2 separate regions of the Zea mays genome follow, and region 2 is linked to region 1. Evidence: chromatin contacts called from public Hi-C data. All regions are on one chromosome and are shown on one strand. Each heading gives the region's core, a stretch centred on a gene start, on an enhancer-like site or on the middle of the called end of the contact. The rest is flanking DNA. Distances are from core to core; before and after follow the strand shown. Region 1 holds the start of LOC100381433 (Boron transporter 1). Region 2 holds the start of LOC100284375 (30S ribosomal protein S6-like).

The links. Hi-C and Micro-C count contacts between places; a contact is called where the count stands out from the background.
Region 2: a Hi-C map of endosperm shows a contact between it and region 1, with 2.6 times the contacts expected there. The contact joins the promoter of LOC100284375 here to the promoter of LOC100381433 in region 1. A contact is called at or near these places in 3 of 25 Hi-C or Micro-C datasets (ear, endosperm and tassel).

Annotation. Positions count from the first base shown.
Region 1 is chr3:129,609,993-129,616,963 of Zm-B73-REFERENCE-NAM-5.0, reverse strand. It overlaps LOC100381433 (Boron transporter 1), which reads right to left and starts at 3,384. Exons shown (of 12, transcript NM_001174274.1): 1 at 2,986-3,384; 2 at 2,708-2,790; 3 at 2,423-2,615; 4 at 2,188-2,326; 5 at 1,553-1,718; 6 at 1,232-1,398; 7 at 958-1,131; 8 at 773-868; 9 at 546-686; 10 at 130-449. The coding sequence starts at 3,089.
Region 2 is chr3:130,135,244-130,142,214 of Zm-B73-REFERENCE-NAM-5.0, reverse strand. LOC100284375 (30S ribosomal protein S6-like) reads right to left here and starts at 4,182. Exons shown (of 5, transcript NM_001157270.2): 1 at 3,839-4,182; 2 at 3,185-3,239; 3 at 3,023-3,079; 4 at 2,832-2,909; 5 at 1,596-2,366. The coding sequence starts at 4,093. The coding sequence ends at 1,879.

The DNA.
Region 1 (6,971 bases), core at 2,135-4,634:
GTATTTAGCATAATATATTCTTCCTTGCATCCATCGGATCATGTTTTTTGTGCAGTTTGTGGATTTGCCAAAAAAAAAAACAGAAGCAGAGGTGCCAAAGAGTAATATTTTGAGACAAATTAAACATACTTGTATCTTCTGCTGGGAGCAGTGAAGAGCAGCAAGATCCTTTCCCAAAACTGGTTACCAGGCAAGCTCTCAATGGCCATGAAGGCAAAATAGCCCCAGAGGACAGATGTAGGGATCTTCTTGAGTAGTGGCATAGCAGCGACACAACCACCCACCATGGAAGCCTGTAGCAAGTTGCTCAAGCGCTGCTCCTTGACCTCAATGGGAAGCAGATCATCAATTTCTTTCTCTATGTCAAAGACTGTCTCATCAACTGGTGCATCAATGTTACCCATACTCGAAGCTAGCTGGACTGTTGAGTCCTTGAGCTCATTTAAGCCCTGTATTTTTTTTTTGAAAAGGTGTAGAAAAATGTCATATAACCAAATCATCTGAATAGATATGAACTACTAAGTTTTGGGCAATAGAACACATACTCTTCTGACAGACTGTTGCTGATAAACCAGTGGTGTCTGCATCTGCTGATAAGCATCCTGCATGCTGCCATACAGTTGGCTCAAGCTCGCATTCTGGCTCATGCTCTTTCGTGCAGTGGCTACTAGCCGGTTACGAAGCAGCTGAACAGAAATGCTTGCCATTTGAGTGAGAAATCAGATATCCAGATGGTATTCTGAAGTACTATTTAAAAACTTCCATAACTCACCTGATGCTTGAGAGTAGCCAAACTCTTCGTGTGCATGGGTGATTGTGGAATGACACCATTTGATGGAGGGATACCAATAAGGCCACACATTAACGTCTATTGTTCAAACACTGATGTTATTGAAATGTATAGAAAACACCAAAACTTAGTACTCAAGAATTAGAATTATGCACATCTGGGCATACCAGGAAGCCTAAGAGAAGCAAATCATAGTGGAAGGATGGAGGTTTCCTCAAATTGAACTCTTTCTGCTGAGCAAGCTGAGATGCAACGCTATGATCGAAGTAGTAGAGAACAGCAATCATTGTTGCTGGTATGAAGGCACCAATGATGTAGAGGAGTGGAACTTGTGTCATATCCTGCTCATTTGGTTTATGTCGAAAAAAATAATCGATAAGCAACGATGTTTCACATCAATAAAAACAATATTTTAGAATCCTTCTGTGAATGTTTGAGTACCTTGATGACTGTCCAGTTATCGTATGCACCAGGGGACCATGGATTAGGACTGAAAAGGCGTCGCGGAATTGCTTTTGGTACATTTCCATATGGTATGTAAGACACTCCAGTCCAAACTAGCACCATCAGTGGAACACCATAGTCAGCGATGAAGCCACGCAGCCAACCTAGGTATAAGAGTATTATCATCAGAAATTTGGTATTGGACTAAGTGAGGTGCTTCACACTTTCACAGTCATAAGCAACACAAAGGATCAAGGGAGAGAGTTATATATAGTTCTCATAGCATCTGCAGGACAGGTTCAGTTTTCAGATGCATACCTGCTCCATAGCGCCATGACCGTGCCTTCCTGCTCCTCAGGGCAGTGAGTAAAAGGCCAAACGACAACACAATTGCAAACATTCCGTTGGCAAACCGCCATGATGGAACAAACTCTAGCGCCTTTCGGTCTTCCCTCTCAGGAATGCGGAACTCATCGATAAGTCCCTGTGCCCATCACAGACTGGTGAGCTTACACATCCAGATGGCCACAGAGAAGTCAACTTGCAAATTACTTTGGTACATATGAATTTATGACATTTTTAAAATATTTCTAAGGAACATTTTTTCCAGAAAAACACCATTTATTTTATAAAGAAGCATTCTTAATTTTATCTACTTCTGTTCCAAACCGAGAACACTGAAATATTTGGTTGCAGTAGTGACCAATGGCACAAAAGCAGAAGCTGGAGACACCTTCACATCTCCATTGGCTTCCATGTGCTTTTCAGCACTTGCACATGCCTTTGACCAACCTACTCGATTCTCCACTAGTTAGTTGCATTCAGACTGACTGGAGTACTATGCAATCTGGAGAGGCAAGGTAACTGGAGTTTGCCTTAAAAAAGTTTCTGCATCAGCATAAGGTTAAGCAGCAAATGGCTTGAAACCGAAAAGCCCTGCAGCTTTCACCAACCTTGATAGCCTGCTGCATGAAGAGCATAGCGATCAGAAGCCCAAACAGCTCGCCAGCGACGCGGGTGAACCGGTTGATGATGGAGCACGCGCCTAGTATGGCCAGCAAGAAGAGTAGGATGGCAGTCCACACGCAAACCCTGCACGCGTACATGACACACGGCAAGGATCAGCTGAAACAACGTCCAAATCTGCAATAGAATTCTCAGCCAGCACACACAGCAAGGATGACCTACCAACCGGTCCAGGCCAGGAACAGACTCCGCCCGAGGTCGGGCCTGTCCTTGGCGAAGCTGAACATGAATGTGTACATGAGCACCGTCGGTTCGGCGACTCCCAGGATCAGCAGCGGCTGCCCTCCCACGATGGAGTGGATTACGCCGCACAGCGCAGTGGATGCCAACGTCTGCACTGCCGTGAGGACTCCATCTGCTCACAAAATAAGCTCCTCTGCTCACCCACTGTACTGACTGAAACTAACGCCACCAAGTACAAGTTTTGAATCCCCCTGTTTTATTTACCAGTGTTCCTCTCCAATTGCTCCCCGAACGATATGACCGGTATCGCGGACGCGAAGAATATGTAGGTCGTCGGCGCCAGGATCCTGAAACACTCCCAAAAAAGCACTCCTTTTCATTCAAGATCTTGGGGGCAGGCAAGAACAAACAAACTTGAGAACAGCAACAGAAGGACATCGCAGCCAGTTTCAAGGTTTTGGCGCCATAGTGGTGATACCGAACTTGTAATCCTAAACAGCACAATGCAAGATTGTTGCGAGCAAAGATTAGATTAGCCTTACCTGATACCGGCACGGAACCCTCCGGCCCAGTCCTGCTTGTAGCAGGCGAGCCTCCCGTGGAGGTCGTTCTTGATGCCCCGCAAGGGCACGAAGCTCTCCTCCATTGAAGGGCGTCGCTTTTTTCTCAGACACAAGAAGATCTGAGGATGTATTCTGGATGGTCTCCCACTCCGGGTGTGAAGTGAGGCCCTTGCTTACATCTTGCGGCGGATGGAGCAGGAAGAAACGCTACCGGTTTGGAATCTCGCGATGCATTTAGCGCGGGTCCATGGAGGGAGACGAAGGCCGAGGCTACGAACGGAAGGGGAGCATAGAGAGCACAGGAAGCGGGCTGATTGCCGACGAGGGAGAGAACGGCAAGGTCCAGAGAGAGAGAGAGAGCAGTAGAGCGAAAGGGAGGTAACCGCTACAGAGCAACGGAGTTGCGATAGAGGGCAGATATATAGGAAGTGGCAGGGGAGGGGCACACCACTGTCAATTCACAAAGAGAAATCTTGGTAGAAAAAAATTTAAAGCAAAAAAGTTATCTGAGGAAAAAAAATGCATTGCTCGAGAACTGTTGCAGCGAGTCTTGCTGAATGCTGAGCTCTGCGCACGCAAAGCAAAAGCACAAGAGGGCTCCAGTGGGGTGTGTCACTGGTGGGCTTTGTGATCATGTAACTGCTGCAGCAAGTGTCGGAGCTAATTTTATTTTATCTACCACTGTATTGTTAAGTTCAGAAGGAAAAGGAAAACCGGGGGAGGGGGGGGGGGGGGGGGGGGGGGGGTGGTCAGCAAGAGGACAAATAATAATTTTTTGGTTTTGTTCACTCGGATGGCAAGGCAGGGCCAGAATGCCAGGGCAGCTCTGGCTCAGCTGTCTGCTGTCCAGGGGAAGAGAAGGACCCAACGAGCTTCGCTATTACCAAATAAATATTACTAAATATTAGTTATTTTAGTATTTTGATAGATTTATACCATATTTAATATATGTGTTTTATATATATATCTAGATTTATTGACATCTGGTTGAACATATACATAATAAAATTTAACTGCTACGACGACTAATATTTTAACACAGACTAGTCGGTTGCCCGTGCGTTGCGACGGCTTATAACAATACCTATATATCTTATCAACAAAAAAATTTAAGATTTTTTATTGATCGTATCCGCTCTCCATATAATATTTTTTGATTTAGCTAACCGATGTTATTATTTACTCCATCCAATATGTCTTGGTACAACACGGTCAATGAAGTGAGCGATTAGAAGAAAGTTCACAACGACTGACTGAACAAACAAAGATTGTAAAATGACATAATTCCACAATACAGAGACCAAATAAGAGAAAGTTTGTGAGCTCAAGTTTCTAAAATAAGTCACATAAACTCAAACTTATAAAAAGATAGATCAAAATATGAAGTGTTTGCTAAAGTCAGGCATCAATAAAAACTGGATGCGCTCCATATAAATTATGCTACTTTGTAGCAATTACTAACATTTAAAACCAATAAATAACCTTTCATTTTACTGTTATTGTGACAAATTATTGTTGCTCCATCCAATTCAGCAACATCAAACACCATGAAGTCCATTGCGTCAATGTGGTCTCAGAAACGACCTAATGCTTGCAAGAGCCAAGAACGTCGTGCCGTGCTTGGGCTGTAGCCTCGGCCCGTAGTGCTGGTCCGGCTCGACACGATTATATATTTTTATTTTACAAAAAACGTATATAGATATATATAATTTATATTCAATATTAAAAACATTTGAGCATGATATTCTATTGGTTAGATAACTTTACCTAGTGTCTCCTACCCTTCTTTCATTAGGGCATGAGTTTGAATCCCATCTCCTGCACTATATTTTAACATTTTTACGCTAATTTAATCAAATGGGCCGACGGACTAACGGGCTGGCTCGGAACAGTCAGCAGGCCGGCATGACGTGCCTGGGCCAGAGTTGTGGCCCGCGCGCGTCTGGCCCGTGCCGGGCCGCCGTTTGGCCATTTATAGGCGTGCAACGGATTAATTTAAAATAGCTGTGAGGGGTTATTTGTAAAAAGATGACGCGCGACGACCGTTGAAACTGGTGCTTTAAGTATAGTATAGATAGAGTATTAGATTAATTGTAAAATACATTTTCATAGTTGATTCAGAGCCATAAATATGAATACAATTCATTAGAAATTTAGCCAAACGTAAACCACTTTAAATGGCACCGTATTATATTTTTTTTTCTTACAGAGGGAGTACCTCCAAATGGTGGATGACATCTCTAGGATTGACCACCAATGTTCTAAACCCTAAACATTCTTTACCACACCTGCTGCAGTTAATGTAAACTGCAAATTTAGTGCAAGTTCCTTCCACATGCATGCATGGAGATAGTAGTATCCAGGCTGAAACAAAATAAAGTAGAGGCTATTATATCATACTAGTAAGATGATCCACCTGTTATCTGCTACATGATCAGCCTCAAGTTGCCATCAGTGTGATGTGCACATGAATTATTAATCTTTTTTCTCCCTAATAATACGGTGCTTGTACAAGGTGACGGCGTTCCTTGAGACCTGCATCCGGTGTCATGTGTGCTGTGGAATCTTCCCATAAAACAAGAAACCAGGAACCCAAGAAATCTGAGGTTTGCTTCAGGCTTCAGCTGGGGTACCAGAAGAACAAGAGTTGACCTTACCTTTGTCCCAATGCAACATGCACGATTGTTGTCTTGGCGGAGGTAGTATTTAATTAGCAAGAGGCAGCATCTTTCTTACTGTTGCTTTGGTCTGGTGTTATCTGACGAATGTTTGTCTAATTGGCCATGCCGCCAGTTCTGCACTTCTGCTTCTCCAACCAAATGAATGTCTCCCGGATTAGATGGAGCTTGTGTTCTCCAATTTACAAGAGCTTAATTAATGCCCAAGATGATGTGGAAGCACAAATCCTGCTTGAAAAGGTAGGTCATGACAAGTTCCGTTCGATGCGGCTAATTAATCTGGTAAGATTTCGTTGACAGTGTGGTTAATATGCATGTTTTTTTTGGGACATGACAAGTGAGTGTGGTCACAGGCTAGGCGGTGCTACAGTGAGGCTCTTGCAACAGTTGCACCTGCACTTCCGGCGTGAGCTAGGTCTAGGTGAGTGGCTGTTGATTATTTAAAATGTAAGCAGGAACCCGAGGAGCTCATCTTGAAAGTAACATAAGTACAGAACGTCCAAACTGTCCAGTCTTTTCTACTAGACTAGAAGATCATCCAACTGCCTCTACCTACACGTATGTGGGGGTTTGTTTTGTATATCTTAGAGCTTCACTAGTTAAGCAGTTCTTTGACCAAGTGAAGCTAAAACTGTTTTTTTTAAAACATTTACTAAAACATCTTCTTAGAGAAGATGGCAAGAGAGAGTTGAAAAAAACTAGTGTTTCCAGTTTCACTAGGCTTCTTATGCATATGACTATATGAGAGAAGCTGAAAACAACTTTTAGGCTATGGCCAGCAGATCGTGCATATATGGTCATGTAAAATACTGTTTTGTATTGCAGATTGCAGTGTTTATAGAGTATAGTTTGGAATGTGAAATAAGGATGAATAAATTGCTAGAGAGATATAGTCTTAGGAAGAAGCTATTTCAAAAGGGCATGTTTGACGGATGAGCTGAAAAACAACTATGCGAAACTATTTTATACTCCCTTATTCCAATTTATAATTCGTTTGAATTTTTTACCCAAAATTTGACCGGCTCGTCTTATTCAAAAATATTCATAACTGTTGTTAATTTTTGTTGTGATATTGTTTAGCATATAATATACTTTAAATGTGGCTTTGAATTTTTTATTTTTCGCAAAAAAATTGAATAGGATGAGACTGTCAAATGTGGCAAAAAAAGTCAAACGGATTATAATTTAGGATGGAGGGAGTACATCTTAGTGGGGTGCCCAATAATCTAGATTTGGGGCTTCACTGTTGGAGCAGAATATTTTGTTAGTGCCCTAAATCCTATAAAA
Region 2 (6,971 bases), core at 2,933-5,432, 520 kb before region 1:
AGGGCAAGCCAACACACAATCCACTAAACATTGTGGAAACCAGCAGCGCGATACAGCCAGCAACCAGCAATGGCTGGCGACGATAAATGCCACCGGATCATAGCCACAATGTCTGATTGGAGACATAGGAGCGTGTACCATGTCTAGCAGTACACTGATTGAGAAACGTTTAGGCCGATCAGTCATGAAATGGACCCTACAACGACATGAAGTAGATTACAGCGAGATAACAGGCAGATCAATCGCGAAGATTCCTCTAATTACTAGCAGACCATATTTATGATGGACTCAAGCAGCGAGGTACAGATTACAAGTCCTGGGCTATAGTATACACAGCTGATCACGATATCATCTGAAACCCAACTAAATGAAACATAAAGCAAATTATGGTAGAAGAAAATGAGGTGGCCATAATTCTTTATTTTTTTTAAGAAAAGAAGTAGCAGAAATATGGAGCTGCCAGATGTAAAACAAGCGAACACAAGCCATCACATTAAAAAAATCCGAGATGGCAAAAAAAAAAAAAGCCCGTTGGTGTGGTAATCTGAAACATGCGAAATAAAGTGGTGACGATAGGCTGATCAATCAAGGAGTTTCCTCCAATAATAGCAGATCAGATGCATGATTACCTCAAGACTTGCAGGTGAAATGCTACAAGTTAGCTGAGAAGCGAGCAAGATTCCCGAACTAAATGCTAGTTGTTGATCATTTGATAGAAACTTGTGAGGCAATTAATACAAAACAGTCCTGAACATTCCTTAGTGCTTGATCATTGATGAAGTTTGTGCAAGGTCCCCTCGCAACCATCATTCCTTGTCATCACATGACCTGAATCAAGTTGGCAACGCGGTCATGTTTTGTCAGTACATAATAGTACAAGTTCCTCCAATAAATAATGTTTGGAAACGATGGCGTGCCACGGTCTTATTCCTTGCGTCGGTGTCTGGATGTAAGCGTTGTCGAGTTGCTTCTTTGGCAGTGTGTGGCTCGTCTTGGGAAGTCGAAGCTGCTCATCTCTTGTGTTTGAGCTTGGCAACGATGACTCTAGATGTTTGTGTGCGGGGGTTGTCGTTGTCTAGGTTGTTTGTTACGGCGTTCGCTGGTTTTTCTACCGTGTGCTCTATGTAGGCTTTGGACCCGGTTTTCCTTAAAACTGGGTCAATTCCATTCCTTCAAAAAATGTTTGGAATACTAGCCCCTGCTCTCTGGCTTCAAAAACTAGTCAAGTACACGTCAACAAACCCGCTGAACTAGTGATGAGGTGCTGATATATTTGGTGTAATAAAATGAATCTAGCATGTTCGGTCGTCAACAAAAGAAACACGGACTCTCCAACCAAATACAAAACTTGCACACACATGAAGTTAGCCTTCTAAAATAAAGAGAAATGAACAAAAAAAGAGAAGCCTGCCAACAACTTGCAGATCAACAAAATTGGAGGAGCTTTTATGCTCCAAATACTTGATGCATGCACAAATTTAAAGCAGAAACCAAAGGGTTGCTTCCAACAAGTTACCCCTGGGAATGCTACAAGATTCACACAACCCCCGCTCCTGCTGAATGGCTGAGGCAAGCATCTTTGGGGTCTTTGCGTGTACTCATACCTTATTTGCAGTCCGAGAAGGCTGTATTCAAACTAATAATATAGTATTTAAGCTTTTGGTTTCCTTGGAAAATAAAGTTGCACAAAAACAAAGGTGCACTAAAGAAAGCATTTACAAGGGCTGTACCAACCATAGCACATATACCTATCTCATTATCATGCAGTGGTCCTTGGCATCAGAAAAAAACACCTAAGTGAAACTTCCTCATCATACAGACACAGATAGTCCTTTCTATAAGAGCTAAAAAGACTTAAACTAAGTGGAAAACCATACACTAATGCTGCCTCAATACCTTCTCTGATGTATACTTCTTCACCTTTAGCTTTGTGTTCCTTCTTCTAGTGTCTTCGTAATTATCCTCATCAGCTTCATCGACATAAATAATTTCAGGCTCATCATCAGCTTCAACATCATCCTCATCATAATTGGCAGACTTTGGCTCACTCCTAGCATCCTCATCCTCTTCCTCTTCCCCCTCATCTTCATATTCATCATCAAAATATTGTTGAGCTCGCAGAGTGTGAAATACTGGTGGGGGAGGGCAATCTTCAGTAATTGCCTCATCCCGTTTCATAACCAGATGTCTGATGATCCTCTCATCCTTGTCTAGCAGGGTCTTGAAGTCATTGATGTATCTTGACTCTATCTCAAAGTTCATTAAAATGTAATTGGCATGTGTTGCTTTCTTTATTTTGTAAGCAAGCCTGCGCAGCCCCCAATTGTTAAGCCTCCATATCCTTCCTTTCTTCTCCCTGATAAAATCTACAAGGGAACAAAAAAAATAGTTGTATGTTAACTCTTCAGTAGTATATTTACCAACTGTTAGACTATTTCATAAAATGTAAAAAAAAAGAGATAAGCTCAGGTATATTGGCTGATTGAAGCAAATATAATAGAAACACGTACAGCAAAACAGCAAGGAATAGAAAAACAACATTTTCCTTCCTGGCCTAGAGATTGCACATAAGGATGGGAAGCACAAAGGCAGCAAAAGCAAATCAGATAACACTAGCAAGTCTAGCAGGAAAAGGCCTTATTATAAGAGTGCCTAACCTACAGGCAGAACATGACATATAAGTACCTTAGTTTTCCTCTAGCTCTAGGTGGTTAAGATTAACTCATTTAGTTAGTATATTAGAGAGAGAGAGAGAGAGAGAGAGAGAGAACTACAGCGTGCTAAAAAAAGTCACCACCACACAAGTGATGTCTGAGTGTTGATAGACATACCTTGTACTTTTGATACAACATTTTCAACTTCTTCAACACGGTCCTCATGAATTAGATAAACTACTTCATAGTGCCGCACTGTAAAAGGATGAAGTTCAAACTGAACTTAGAAAGCCAGCACAAATGAACAGCAAGCGATGCCAAAATAGAAAACAATAGCTGGACATAAGAGGAAAGAAAAGAGCTCTTACTTCTTTTCAGATTTAAATCACTTTCTAGCTCAATATTAAGAAAATCATACAGCTTTTCTGCAAAAAAGGATTAGAATGATAATAATATTCACATGAACCATAAAAAGGATCTTTACGGTACCAAAATGGACATCTAAAAAACTTTATAGCAGAAAAGCGAACCTTCGTCTGCATCAGCAAATTCTGGTGACACTTGACCATCCTCTCTCACCATTTTCTACAAAACAACAAGAATAAAAAGCATGTAGTTATTAAGCCTATTGCAATAGCTTTCAAGCTTCCCTATATAAAGCTTAAAAGAATCTCCTGTTTCTACCACAACTGACCAAATCCATAATTTTCATTTGCCTTGGGAAGATTTCACCATTTTATTTTCTATTTCCTGTTCCCTCTAGTGGGAAACTACTAAGTGCTCGTTCCATAAATTTCAGTTCTATAGGAAAATGTCCCTGTTGTCATGAATAGAAGATGGTATTGATTGGCAATGGTTACTATACAAGAAAACTAAAGCACTGTAGAGGTTTACACACAGACGCAACTATACAAGCATATAACACTAGAATATTCCTAAAAAAATCTCATATCCACCATTCGCAATAAGAAGGCCTGCTTACACATATTGCATTCAGGTAATGGCTGCTGCCGAGTCATTTACTAAAAGTCTAAAACCATTGCACTCAGGGAAGCATCTACAAGCAGAAACACGGAAGCAACTATGTCCTTATTCTCATCTCCCAGGCTTGAACACTAGATAGAAGCACCTAGAGGCAGCCTATCAGGGAATGGATGAACAAAGTTACAAAAAAAGGACCGAACCTTTCTAAGCAGGACGGCCTCGGGGAACAGCCCGGCAGCCTCGCCCGGCTTGGGGGTGAAGCTGTGCGTGTCCACCCGTTCCTCCGTCTCGCTATCCCGCCCCCTCCCCCTCTTCTTCTTCGCCCACACTGCCACGGCCCCCTGCCGCCTCACATCTCCTCCAATAGCTACGCGCAAGCAGTTCATACGCATACGATACGGCGCCGGCGATGTCCCGAATAGGAACAGAGCCCTCGGCACTGCGGTGGCCTCCATGGGTATTGGCCGGAGACGCCGGAGAGCGAGGTTCTTGCCGGGGTCTTTTTTCCGGTGTGGCCGTGTGGGGACGCCGAACGAAATGAAATGCGGGCGAGGAGAAGGATAAGGTGATATTTGGGCCTTCATCTAAATGAGATGAAATTTGGGCCTTCAAGTGTGCGTCCATCGTTTTTTGATCCTAGCTGAAGGCCCGACCTGTACTCCTCTCGTCATCCTCTTCGTTTTGACCTTCTCTGTCGAGCTTTTTCTAGTATAATAAATTTCATGTTGTGGCGGACGGGCGTAATGTTCGTATTAGAGTACGAAGATTATATTAAAATGAATAATATATATATTATTATCGATCTTAATGCCTTATAATGTTATGTTAACAACCAATACATAATATTAATATAAAACAAATTATATTTTATAATGCGAATATCACAACAATAAAGTTTAAAAAGTGATAACTAAAGCTAAGCAAACTCGGCTCGCGCATAAACAGAAGAACGCAGTTTGATGTGTTTTATTAGGCTTTAAATAAGTCGTCAGTAGAGCTAGACAAAATACTTATGATTTGTAAGCTCGCTCGACTCTATTTCAATTTTATCATAAGCTAAGCTAACATATCATCTTGATTTGTTAGCGAGCCAGCTTAAACCGAGCTCGAGCTAGCTCAATAGCTCGAATGAGCAACCATCTGTTAGCAAAATAACACATGCACTTATATTGGATAAACTAATAAGTAGTGCTGGATATCAAGCTAGCTCGACTCGTTAAGGAATCAAGCCAGAGAATCAGCTCGACTCGACTCAACTCGTTTAGTTCGTGAGTCACAACAACAAAAACAATATATGTATATATACAACAATATAATCAATTGTTAATTAATTTTAGACCAATTTAACACTAAAAGAGTATTAGTACTAACAATTTTATATATAACATCAATTCAACACCAAATTAACACAGATCATCACTTATTAGTTTATCCAACACAAGTGGAGACTTTGTTTTGCTGACAAATACTAGCTCGTTCGAGATGACGAGCTGGCTCGAGCTAACTCCTTAACAAACCGAGCTAAGATGCTAGCTCAGCTCATGATAAAATTGAAACAAAGTCGAGTCAGATCTGAGTCGAGCTAACCATGAGCCGAGCGAGCTGACGAGCGTTTGGTGTTGGGTTGATGTGGTATATGAAATTATGAGTATTAATACTCTTTTCTAGCGTTAAATTGGTCTAGAATTAACTAATATTTTATTATTGTATATATGTGTATCTTTTTTTTGGCTCGCAAGCTAAACGAGCCTGCTCAAGCTCACAAATGAGCCAAGCTGATTCTCTGGATCGATTTTCTAGCGGGCCATGTCGAGAAATCTTGTTACCTTAATGGGCCAACTCAAGCTCGACCAAGCTGAGCCGAGTTGACTCTATATCTAGCCCTAACTATCAATAGCAAGCAATGTAAAACTAATCACAGTAGCAGCAGAGCACACACACACTAAATCTCAATCGACATCATTTGGGTGACGATAGATTGGAGAGCAGGTAGGGAGACAACAGAAAGTCGTGCACAAGACCATACACATAGTGCCCCCACCACAAAAGCAGATGAGATGAGATGAGATGACGATGCAGAGCAGCAACACCAGCCATCTATGGGAGCAAGGGCGATTCCAGGGGCAGAGGCATGTAAATAATATAAAATACCTTCTAACAGACCCCTCGATCTGATTTGTCCCCCCTCCCAACTCAAATCCTGGCTTTGCCCCTACGTGGGAGCAGGAGCGAGGGCAAGCAGCATATGAAGGTAAGCAACATAAGAGGGAGGGAGGATCTCGTACCTATAGAGCATATTAGAGCCGCCCTTGAAGGCTTCCACGGCGACGCCCGTAGAAGCAAGGGCGAGAAGCAGGGGCCACAACTTTGCTCGAGGAGGGGGTGTTTGAGAGGGGGTAGGGCGGAGAGGGGAGGGGAGAGAGAGGAGAGGTAGCGAGTGGGGCGCAACAGCGAGCATGAGAGAGGGGAGGGCAATCGACGGTGGGAACACCAAGAGTGAGCGAGGAGAAGTGGTGATGGGGGAGGGGACGGGTAGCGGCTGCGTGGCCCGAGGGGAGAGGGAGGTTGGGCGCATAGGCTGCTCGGCCCGATTGTGTTGGGCCATTGTGTGTGGAGGGGAAGTAAATGCACGACACACACGTTTAGTGTGTGACACACGACCACAGTGAAAACTGGTGATTTACAATATTAGAGAATAATATTTATATAACATAGTTTTTAAAATAATATTTATAATTTAGGATTTTAAGATATTATTTAAAGTGATAAATTTCTCTAAGATAGTATTGTGACTTTCTTTTATACCTGTTTTGACGTAGATACTGGAGTATAGATTTAAGAATTGGAACCAGCTTTCCAGAATTCTATTGTTTGGTTGCACATGAAATTGAGATTTGGAATCAGAGATCCAATTCCCTGGAATTGGACTATAACTAGAAACTCCCTCTCCCGATACAGAGTATTACTCCTATGTATCGAGTGGAATTGAACCACACAATTCCGAACTCTAATTCAGTGGCATCAAAATAATAGAATTGGAATTACAACTCATTTCAATACCATGGCTGATTTGTAATTGAACTCAATATAATTCCACGTCCTCCAATATCAACAACCAAGCAAAGTATTACTTGTTTTAATTTAATAGTTTCTAAATACCTTTAACTTTTCCTTTAAACTTCATGGCGTCGTTCCCCTAGGCGCAGCCTCAACACCTGCTCCCTTTGCTCCTAAAAATGATTACAAATCTTTTACAAGTTTAAATTTAAAATATGAAATAATCATTTTATTTTAATAAAAAGGAAATTCAGTTAAATTAAAAATACTCTATGG